Regions from separate parts of the Sus scrofa genome. Here regions 1 and 3 are each linked to region 2. Evidence: chromatin contacts called from public Hi-C data. All regions are on one chromosome and are shown on one strand. The core of a region is the stretch at or near the end of the contact, and the rest is flanking DNA. Distances in the headings are between cores, read along the strand shown.

What was found. Hi-C and Micro-C count contacts between places; a contact is called where the count stands out from the background.
Region 1: a contact with region 2 is called in a Hi-C map of mesenteric adipose tissue, with 2.6 times the contacts expected there. The contact joins the promoter of TRIM56 here to the promoter of UFSP1 in region 2. A contact is called at or near these places in 2 of 5 promoter capture datasets (fetal liver and liver), 18 of 47 Hi-C or Micro-C datasets (embryonic fibroblasts, fetal heart ventricle, fetal liver and 9 more) and 2 of 2 datasets of contacts at active chromatin or transcription factors (alveolar macrophages and skeletal muscle).
Region 3: a contact with region 2 is called in a Hi-C map of fetal liver, with 3 times the contacts expected there. The contact joins the enhancer-like site here to the promoter of UFSP1 in region 2. A contact is called at or near these places in 5 of 5 promoter capture datasets (fetal liver, fetal skeletal muscle, liver and 1 more), 32 of 47 Hi-C or Micro-C datasets (adipose tissue, alveolar macrophages, blood and 17 more) and 2 of 2 datasets of contacts at active chromatin or transcription factors (alveolar macrophages and skeletal muscle).

Annotation. Positions count from the first base shown.
Region 1 is chr3:8,832,924-8,835,876 of Sscrofa11.1, reverse strand. It overlaps TRIM56 (E3 ubiquitin-protein ligase TRIM56), which reads right to left and starts at 1,617. Exons shown (of 2, transcript XM_021086256.1): 1 at 1,443-1,617; 2 at 1-402. The coding sequence starts at 401.
Region 2 is chr3:8,730,727-8,734,053 of Sscrofa11.1, reverse strand. UFSP1 (inactive Ufm1-specific protease 1) reads left to right here and starts at 1,765. Exons shown (of 1, transcript XM_003354480.4): 1 at 1,765-2,783. The coding sequence starts at 2,206. The coding sequence ends at 2,634. SRRT (serrate RNA effector molecule homolog) reads right to left here. Exons shown (of 21, transcript XM_003354479.3): 20 at 3,124-3,250; 21 at 2,850-3,040. The coding sequence ends at 2,965. ACHE (acetylcholinesterase) reads left to right here. Exons shown (of 5, transcript XM_003354481.4): 4 at 216-385; 5 at 1,257-1,603. The coding sequence ends at 1,378.
Region 3 is chr3:8,813,817-8,817,068 of Sscrofa11.1, reverse strand. No RefSeq gene overlaps it. Among named protein-coding and RNA genes, the nearest start is that of TRIM56, 19 kb to the left of the region's middle. Within about 2 kb of position 1,673, at least 3 of the 83 cell types and tissues checked have an H3K27ac peak or open chromatin away from gene starts, as enhancers often do. A contact at or near this core is called in fetal liver and spleen, where this site is marked.

The DNA.
Region 1 (2,953 bases), core at 368-2,867, 100 kb before region 2:
CCGTCGGCACAGGCCTGGCACAAGTCGTCGGCGCAGTCCAGGCACCGGGCTGTGGCCGGTCCCCCAGTGCTGGCGCCTCCCATCAGGGGGCACAGTGCGCAGGCGGGCTTCCCTGCACGCAGGTCTCCACCAGCCCGGGCCTTCACCAAATCCAGGAGCCCGTTGACAAAGAAGTTGGTCTTGAAGGCAGCCACGCCCGCGGGAGGCACGGGTACGGACTCGCGGCACTCGGGGCATCGGAGGTGGCCGCCCTTGGCCAGCTGGGCCAGGCAATCCTGGCAGTAGGTGTGCAGACAGGGCAACGTTTTGGGCACCCGTAGCTGCTCCAGGCAGATTTTACAGGCCAGGAAGTCGCTGCTCAGGGCCTCCAGCAGGGAGGGTGAGGAGCCCTGGGAAACCATCCTGCAAGCGAGGGGTCAGGTCAGAGGGTGGAGGTCGCCTCCACGGGGCCTCCCGCCTGCCGTCCCGCCTCTCCTCCATCCTCAAGCCCTGCCAGGTCTGGGGAGGCCTCACCTGAATGGCTGGGGATTTTCTTCTGGTCTCCTGAGCTAAAGAGACGCCTCCCTCCTTCCCGCAGACATTCAGCAAATGTGAAAAAGGAAAGGCCGCTGCGGTGTGTCAGGCCCTGCGAGATAGGACAAGACCAAGAAGCAGGGACTTAGGGAGCTGATGGTGAAATGATCAGGGCTCCCGTGGACAGGCTTTGTGTCGTGTGGGGTGTGAGCCCCGGGTGAATAGTTCCTAGTGCTCCTGCAGGGGGTGGGACGCTGGGTGGGGCGGCGGGCAGAGAAGACACAGCCCGAGGGTCCAGGTGGGCAGGGTCACCTTGACTCCTGGCAGATGGGGCACTCCAAAGGGCTCCGATGCCCACAACCCCATACACCTGCCTCCTGGAGCCTGGTAGCAGCATCGAGGGGAGTGGGGACCCCTCTTTCTGCCCTGACCATCCAGAAAAGGATTCTGGAGCAGGCAGAGCGACGCCTGAAGGGAAGAGGCATCCTTCCAGCTCCTCAAACTCTAGACGTCACCATAACCTCTGCCCCATCTCCTCGAGCCCATTTCTTTCAGCCTTTCCTGCTGCAAGAGGCCTCCTGCTTTCCTAGAAGCTTCTGGAGGGTCAGAGTCACCGAGTCACGTGAGGTTCGTCTGTGAAAGCCCCCAGCTCCGCGCACAGTGGCTGTGAAATACTCGATAAGGACCCTTGGGGGATTCCCCCGAACTTCCAGAGAGCAAGGGCCGAGAGGAAGCTCAGAGAGTGGGAGGGCGCCGTCCCGGGGAGGCCCGGAGCGGGGGAAGGCGGGGGTGCTCCAGCCCGCCTCTCCTCTCCTCCCGCCTTCTGGGTCCCTCTCCCGCCGCCCTTCCTCTCCCGCCCGCGCTCTCCCTTCCCCCCACTGCCTCCAGTTCAGCGGACCCTTCAGCCGCCCCCCGAGCGCCCTCCTTACCCAGCCTGAGCTGACCCTGGGCTCCAGGACCCGGACTGGGGGTCCCGAGGTCCGACGCTGCGGTGGCTGGGCTCCTGCAAGAGAAACAAAACTGAAACTAATTGTACTTCTGCAACTTCCGTCCCAGGCCCGGGACACCGACCAGCAGCGCCGCAGGCCCCGCCTTCTTCCCTACCCCGGCCGGGACCTCTTCCTCGGGGCCTCCACCCACTGCAGGGCACAGCCCCCGCCCGCCGGCTCCTCCGCCGAGCCTCCAGGTCCAGGTCCGCTCTTTGCGGCTGGAGTTGCCGAGGTCGGCCTGTCAGTGGAGCCTCAGGATTTGCTCAGCCTGCAAAGTGTGTTTGTTGAAGTGTGTTTGTCGCCAGTGCAGGGGAGTTGCCTGACGATGCGTCCTCTGAGGGAAGAGATTAGAGATCACGGGTGATTCAGAGACCGAGGGTAACCAGAGCCCCGTCGTCAGGCCAGGTTCCAGGGCGGCAGCATATCTGCACATCCAGTCCTGGGTGAGGCCCTTGATACCATAAATCTTTGCGGAGATAGGCAAGGGGCTGTGGGAACCAGATAAGGGGGCAGCAAAGGCTTCCTGGAGGGAGGGTGAGTCAGAAAAGTATAGACGGGTCAGGGATCCCTGGAGAAAAACGCAGGGAAGGGCATTCCAGGAATCGGGAACAGCAAGTCGGTGAGCTCAGAGGAATGAAATTCCCTGACTCTGCTGGGGGCTCCAAGTAATTCAGAATGGTTTGTGGCAAGGGGACATGTGAGTGGTAGCAGATGAGGTTACAGGGGGAGGCAGCGGCCAGATCATAGAGAGGGCCTTTTTCTTTTTCTTTCTCCTTTCTTTTTAGAGCCACACCTACTTCATATGGAAATTTCTAGGCTAGGGGTCAAATAGGAGTTGCAGCTGCCGGCCACAGCCACAGCAACTCAGGATCCAAGGCATGTCTGCACCCTACCCATAGCTCGTGACAACGATGGATACTTATCCCACCGATCGAGGCCAGGGATCGAACCCACATCCTCAAGGAGGCTAGTCAGGTTCGTTACCGCGGAGCTACAATGGAAACAGCAGGCCTTATGTTCTACATGAAGGAGTCTGAGTTTTATCCAAAAAGCCAAAAGAAACCACTGCAGGCTGTTTCCCTCAATATCTTATGAAAAACTTGAAGCACAGAGAAGTTGAAAGAATTGCACTGAACAGTCCTATACCCACCCTTTGGATTCTACAGTTAACCTCTTACTTGATTCATCACCTGCCTTCCTATGCATCCTTTTACCCAGTGAAGAGATGTCAGGAGGAAGCAGAACCGGTGAGAACTTTGCAGCTGCCCTGAGCATAGAGGGGAGCCCGACTATAGGGCCAGGTGAGAAGCAGAGGGGTCTGAGCTGACACAGCAGCACTAGGAGCAGAGGGGATGGTGGCTGTGAGCGGTTGTTGGAGGCAAAAGAAGCTGTGGGTCTTGTGAGTGGTCCCGGGGGAGGGAGGTGCCTGAAGGAAGGTAGGATTGTCCTTC
Region 2 (3,327 bases), core at 516-3,015:
GGCAGGAGGAAGGGGAAGACTCCAGGCAACAGGGACTGTTGGAAAAGAGAAAGGATTAAGGAGGCGGTGGGAGGGAGGGGATGAGGCTCTCCCTGGAGCCTAAGAGGGCACGGGGTCAGGAAGCAGCCTGCCTCCCCCTACTCTCCATCTCCATTCCGCAGGCCCCAGGGAGGGGCTGGCTTGCCTGAGGCCGAACCTTCTCTTTCCTTCCGCAGGGACCCCAATGACCCCTGGGATTCCAAAGCCCCGCAGTGGCCCCCGTACACGGCGGGAGCGCAGCAGTACGTGAGCCTGAACCTGCGGCCGCTGGAGGTGCGACGCGGGCTGCGTGCCCAGGCCTGCGCCTTCTGGAACCGCTTCCTACCCAAATTGCTCAGCGCCACAGGTACGCAGAAGCCCGCAGGCAGGGCTGGGCGGAGGAACGGGAAAGGGGCGCGGAGAGAGAGAGGGGTGCGGGAGCCGGCAGGGTATAACCCCTCTCTTCTCCCCCCAGCCTCGGAGGCCCCCTGCACCTGCTCAGGCCCCGCCCACGGGGAGGCTGCCCCGAGGCCCAGGCCCGGCCTCCCCCTATCCCTCCTCCTCCTCTTCCTCTCCCGGTTCCTGCGGCTGTGACCATGGCCTCTTCCCCCTCCGGCCTCAGGGGGCCCCTCCTCTAAAGAGTGGTCGGACCGTGGGGAAGGGCCCCACTCAGGGATCTCCGACCCAGCGCCCCCTCCCTCCTCAAACCGAGAAACTCAAACTGGACAGGGCTGGGGGGCTGGAGAGGACCGGTGACCCATCTCAGGGACCCACACGCCTTCGTTGTCTAAGTGGAAATGAAAAAGCCAATTTTCTTTTTTATATAAAATTATTCTTTGGAGCCTGAGCTTGGTGTTGGGGAGAGAGTGAGGCCCTGGGGCTAGATAGCACCACACAGTGGGGCTATAACCGCCAACCATTTCTGTCTCTTCTCTTTTCCCCACCAACCCACGGATCCTCCTCCTCTGACCCCTTCTGTGCCCGTCTTCCGGTCATTTTCTCCCCCTCCCTCCTCCTTCCCGCCATCCTTCTCCGGCCCCGCCTCTATCCTTGTCCTCTTTCTGGTCTTCCGTCTTCCCTCTTTCGCATATTCTCCTGATCCTCTTTCCACCATCCCACATGGCCTCCTACATTCTCCGTGTGTCCTCCCCGAACTGCCCCCCACCCACCCCCGCACGTCCATTCCCTTCCTTTCCATTGTCCTCCCCGCACCCACTTGCCGGGCGCCCTGGCCGCAGACACGCTGGACGAGGCGGAGCGCCAGTGGAAGGCCGAGTTCCACCGCTGGAGCTCCTACATGGTGCACTGGAAGAACCAGTTTGACCATTACAGCAAGCAGGATCGCTGCTCAGACCTGTGATCCAGGCGGGACCCCACGTCCCTCTGCCCTGCCCGCCTCGCCCAGCCCCCCCAGCTGTATATACTATTTATTTAAGGGCTGGGATATAACAGAGAGGATTCCTAGACCCTGCCCACCCACCTTTCCCCTGGGGCTCCCCGCCCTCTGCATGTCTCGGGCCGAGCCCCCTCCCCCACGGTGCCTTCGCCCCTCTGGGCTGCCAATAAACTGTTATCAGCCACAGAAGTGTGCGCGACTGGGGCTGGGATCTGGGAAGAAAGCCTCAACCACCGGGTGAATGGAAGCGTGGGTGCGAAAGCCGGTGGGACGGATTGATCGCTGGCGTGGGAGGGGGGGCCGGCGCCCGCCCCGCGAGGCGGAGCTCGCGCCTGCGCGGTGACGCCGGCGACGCGGCGGTGCATTGTGGGAGCCCCGCGGCTCGGCCTCGACGTTAAGGGGCGGCCTCTCTCTCCGCTGCTACGTGGGGCCCGCACGCCGAGTCTGCCCGCAGCTGGCTCGAGCCTCGGGGCCGAGAGGACGCGCTGGAGCCCGGAGTTCGCTTCGCGCCGCACGGAGACCGCACCTGCCCGGCCCAGCGACCACCGCGCCCACCCACCGCCCTGGAGCCGCTGAAGGATGTCCACTTGGGCCTGGACCCGCCCGCCCGCGGCCCCGCTCGCCTGGCTCTCCTCTCGGGCCATTACCTCTATTACCACTACGGCTGCGACGGCCTGGATGACCGGGGCTGGGGCTGCGGTTACCGCACTCTGCAGACTTTGTGCTCGTGGCCAGAGGGCCGGCCGACGGGGGTACCCGGGCTGGCTGCCGTGCAGGCGGCCCTGGAGGACATGGGAGACAAGCCACCCGGCTTCCGGGGCTCTCGGAGCTGGATCGGGTGTGTAGAGGCCAGCCTCTGCCTGGATCATTTCGGGGGGCCTCAGGGGCGCCTATGCCACGTGCCCCGTGGAGCAGGGCTTCAGGGGGAGCTGGAGAGGCTCTACTCTCACTTTGCAGGAGGCGGGGGGCCTGTAATGGTTGGCGGGGATGCAGATGCCCAGGCCAAGGCCTTGTTGGGAGTGTGCCTGGGGCCAGGCACAGAAGCCTATGTCCTGGTATTGGACCCTCACTGCTGGGGTGCTCCGAAAAACCCCAGTGAATTACAGGCTGCTGGGTGGGTGGGCTGGCAAGAGGTAAGCACAGCCTTTGACCCCAACTCCTTCTACAACCTGTGCTTGACCAGCTGTAACTCGGAAAAGCAGCGAAATGCCTTGGACTGAGGCTAAGATCCCAGAACCAAAACATCTCTAGTTCCATATACACTCACCTACCCCCAACTCAAAGGCAGAGGCTGCCTGACATCAGGCCCCCAGGAAGTCCCAGCAAAACCTGGGACCTTTGGTGTCAATAAAGTGGCAAGGCCCAGCTACCCATGGCCCCAGTCAATCTTTGGGAGAATGTGGGGAGGTGTATATTATACACTAAGTAAAGAGTGTGACCGTGGAAGTGCTTTTATCGGCAGTAAGGCTGAACGTACAAAAACTTCTCAGAGTTGGATGGGACAAAGCAGTCATATTTGTAGATGATACCAGGAGTGAGGAAAAGATGGCTCAAAAGAAATCCACGTCGTCTGGAGCATCCAGGTCACGGTATTCCACAATGGCCCGTGGGTCTCCACGGACCATCCTTTGAGATAAGAAAGAGGTAAGATAGGATGATGAGAGCTGACCCCAAAAGGGAGCAAGAATATTTAGGCAGCCCATTCTCACCTGTTTCGAGGTTTCCCAGGATAACCTCCCTGGCCTCGGAAGGCATCATAGTTCCCTCGGCCAGCACCATAGGGAGCATGGGGGTACGGAGGCCCTCCTGTGGGGACTGCAGGGCGAACGGCACCAGCTATGAAAAACATCAATGTTGAGCTGAAAAACCGTGACCTCAACTACATCCTAGCTAAGTTTTCTTTCTCTCGGCCC
Region 3 (3,252 bases), core at 424-2,923, 83 kb before region 2:
AGGTCATTGCCTCCTATGGCTGCTTGAGGATCAAATGCACTATGGCTATGCTTTCAAAGCTTTCCCCTGACTGGCACAAGGGCAAAACTGATTGCATTGGGAAGAGGTTACCTAAGGGTGCACCACCAGCCTCCAGCAAGCCCTGCGGTGGTCCAAGTGGCAGGGGATGGGGGGGTGCTCCCTGTCCCTGCTCACTGTTACACTTTCTGGGCACACTGGGTGGAGGTGCCCAGGTTGGGGAGCTGCGAATTAACGCATGTGCATGGTTGGCACCAGGACTGGCAGAGACCAAGGGTTCACAAATTGTTGAGCTGTGACTGTGATCACGATGATTTGGGAAGTCTGGTGGTGTAACCGAGCAGGGCCCTTTGAGGCTCCTGGGCACACAAGCCTTTCTGTGCCCTCCATTTCTTGTTTTTAGGAAATAAGCCTCAGCCTCCATGAGCTTCCCTGAGTTCCAAAGGGCAGTTGCTGCTCAGGGAAGGGAAGGGATGCAGGGACCAGGGAGGAGCATCAAGAGACAATAGTGCAGCCATGGGTGGGGTGCTGGTTCCTCCTCAAGGAACCATAAGGAGATCTTTGAGCCCTTTCTGCAGGACTAAACCCCGCAACAAATGGAAGACCTACCTGATGAAGCGTCTGCATTCTGGGAAGAAGGAGGACCACCAGAACCAGTCCTAGGACCACAAAACCCCAGGTTTGAAAGACAATGCAAGCTTGCCTCTACCCTGACCCTTATCTGCAGCCCAAACTATAAAACCACCTCCCAATCTCTCCCAAGGGGGGGCACAGTCGTTAAGGCCTTAGCCTGCTGTGCCCCCTTTGCCTGGCAAAGCTATCTTTCTCCTTCACCCAAAACCCGTCTCCACGTTTGTATTTGGCAGACAGAGGCCAAGCTTTGGCAACAGGTGTGTCATCTGACAGGGGCCCATCCACGTGGAGGACAGAGTCACTCAGTCCTGGCCAGACATGACAGGATCCTATAGCAAGGAGGTGGGAGGGGAGGGCAGAGCCAGCAGGCTGCAGTTTTATCTCTCAAAACAGACCTGCTGGGGTTCTAGCAGGCACACTACAATAACCCTGTGGCCTTCCCACCAAGGTCAACGCTGGTGAGCTCCGCTTAGGACCCACACATGCAGCAGAGGCTGAGTCTCCCAGGGCGGGACTGATGGTGGATCTTGGGCCTTTAACCTGGCCAGCACCTGCCCCTCGGCCAGGGCCTGGTGAAGAGGTACGATGGGCACCCCGGCTCCACCCACTGTCTTCGGTCCTGGCTGCCCCATCACCACACCTGCATGTCCCTACTCCCAGCTTTCAGCCTGGTCGCCGCTCCTGAAACACCCTCCCTCCCACGACTGGGCGTTGTGCTTGTTTTCTCTGCCTTTGCTTCTCCATACACTCCTCTGGGCCTCAGTGGCTCTTGACCTCAGCAAACCCCAGCCCTTGGGGCTCCACCTTGATGCTGGCTGTCCTCCCCACCCCGCCTCCCTGCCCTCCAACCGCTCCAGGAGGCGCTCAGCTAATCAGGCTGATTATCGCCCAGAGCCAATTCTACTTTCCTTGGCTACAACACGCAGTAAATTTCCTCAGCCACCAGGCTCCCCTGTGAGCCCTGCCTCTTGTCAGGCAGCCCAGCTTAGCGAGCTGCCAGCTCCCTGCCTGCTGTATCATCACGGATGAATCAGGCCAGCCCGACCTGGGTCTGTAACCTAAACGCCGTCTACACGGAGTCACACCACCCTCAGCAGCAGAACAAATGGTCACATCTCCCGGGTCTAGGGAAATCTCTGCACTTCTACACACCAAGACCCTTACTTATGAAAAATTATACTATAATCTGCCTGCGGAGCACTGAATTTTAGAGGAAGCTTTGATCTCCTTTGTCTCTACACATTTCAAGGGTGGGCTGGTGGCACTGGTCTTAGGTTATCATCAGGGAGTGGTCCTTGAACGCCCAGCCTTATTTCATGCTCTGCCCATTCCCAAGGTCTCTGGGTGACTGAAAACAATCTGGAAAAATCCAGAGAAGGAGAAGGAAGGAGGCGAGGGTGCTGATTTATCCCCAAACCCAGCCCCTCTGTGATGGGGAAGGAAGCTCCGCTCACCATTCCTTTTGTCTTGATCTAGTCCGGAGAGGGCGGTGCTTAGCTGTGGGAGGGGAGGACAAACAGGTGCCCATGGCCCACACGGCCCGGAACTGGCTTCTATGGCCCTAAACATGGAGCTTTCTGTAGGATCGGAGGTGAGCACGTATGAAGCAATCAGAGAACATGTAAGAATTCAGTTATGTCATGTTGCCATGAGCCCAAAAGGAGGCCAGAGAGGGTGAGATGAATGTGACTGGGGACGTTTTTAAAAACTTTGTGTGGAGATGAGTCTTGATTCAGTTAAATATAACAGCGTTACTTGCATCTTCTATGCACGATGCATTATGTTAGGCATTTGGGGCACAGAAGAGAGCAAAGCCACATCCTCGCCCTTGTCCTATCTACATAGGGAAAATTACCACTGTGACATAAGGAGTATATCTAGGAGTGTCACCCCTTTGTGTTAAGAAGAGCTAATGACTGAATATTTGCCCCATCCCAAAACCATGTGTTGAAGCCCTAAACCCCATCGTGAGGGTTTGGGAGATGGGCCCTTTGGGAGGTGGAGTGAGATGAGGTTATGAGAATGGAGCCTTGATCCAACAGGGATTAGTGCTCTTATAAGAAGAGACAACAGCTTGCTCTTTTGCACACCCACCTCTACTTCTGGGGTGTGCATGTACAGAAAAGTGATCGTGTGAGGATATGGGGCCAGTCTGCCAGCCAGGAAGGGAGCCCTTACCAGAATATGATCTTGATCTTGCCAGCACCCTGATCTGGGACTTCTGCCCTACAGCATTGGGAGAAAGCCAGTGTGTGTTGTTTAAGCCACCTAGTATATTGTATTCTGTTGTAGCACCCAGAGCTGACTAGATAGACAGATGTAGATGAGAAGGATTAATTGCAAGGGTTGTATCAGAGAGGGCTTCCTGGAGGAAGTGGATTTGGAGTTTCAGGATGAGTCAGCTTCTAGGGAGGAAGGTGTGGGAAGGGTATTGCAAAAAGGTGCCTATGAACCAAGAAGCGGGCTCTCAGCAGACACTGAAGCTCTCAACACCCTGATCTTGGGTATCTCGGCCTTCAGAACTGTGAGAATAACTGTGTGTTGTTTTTAAGCCATCCAGTATGTGGTATTCTATTATATGAGCCTGAATGGACTAGGACA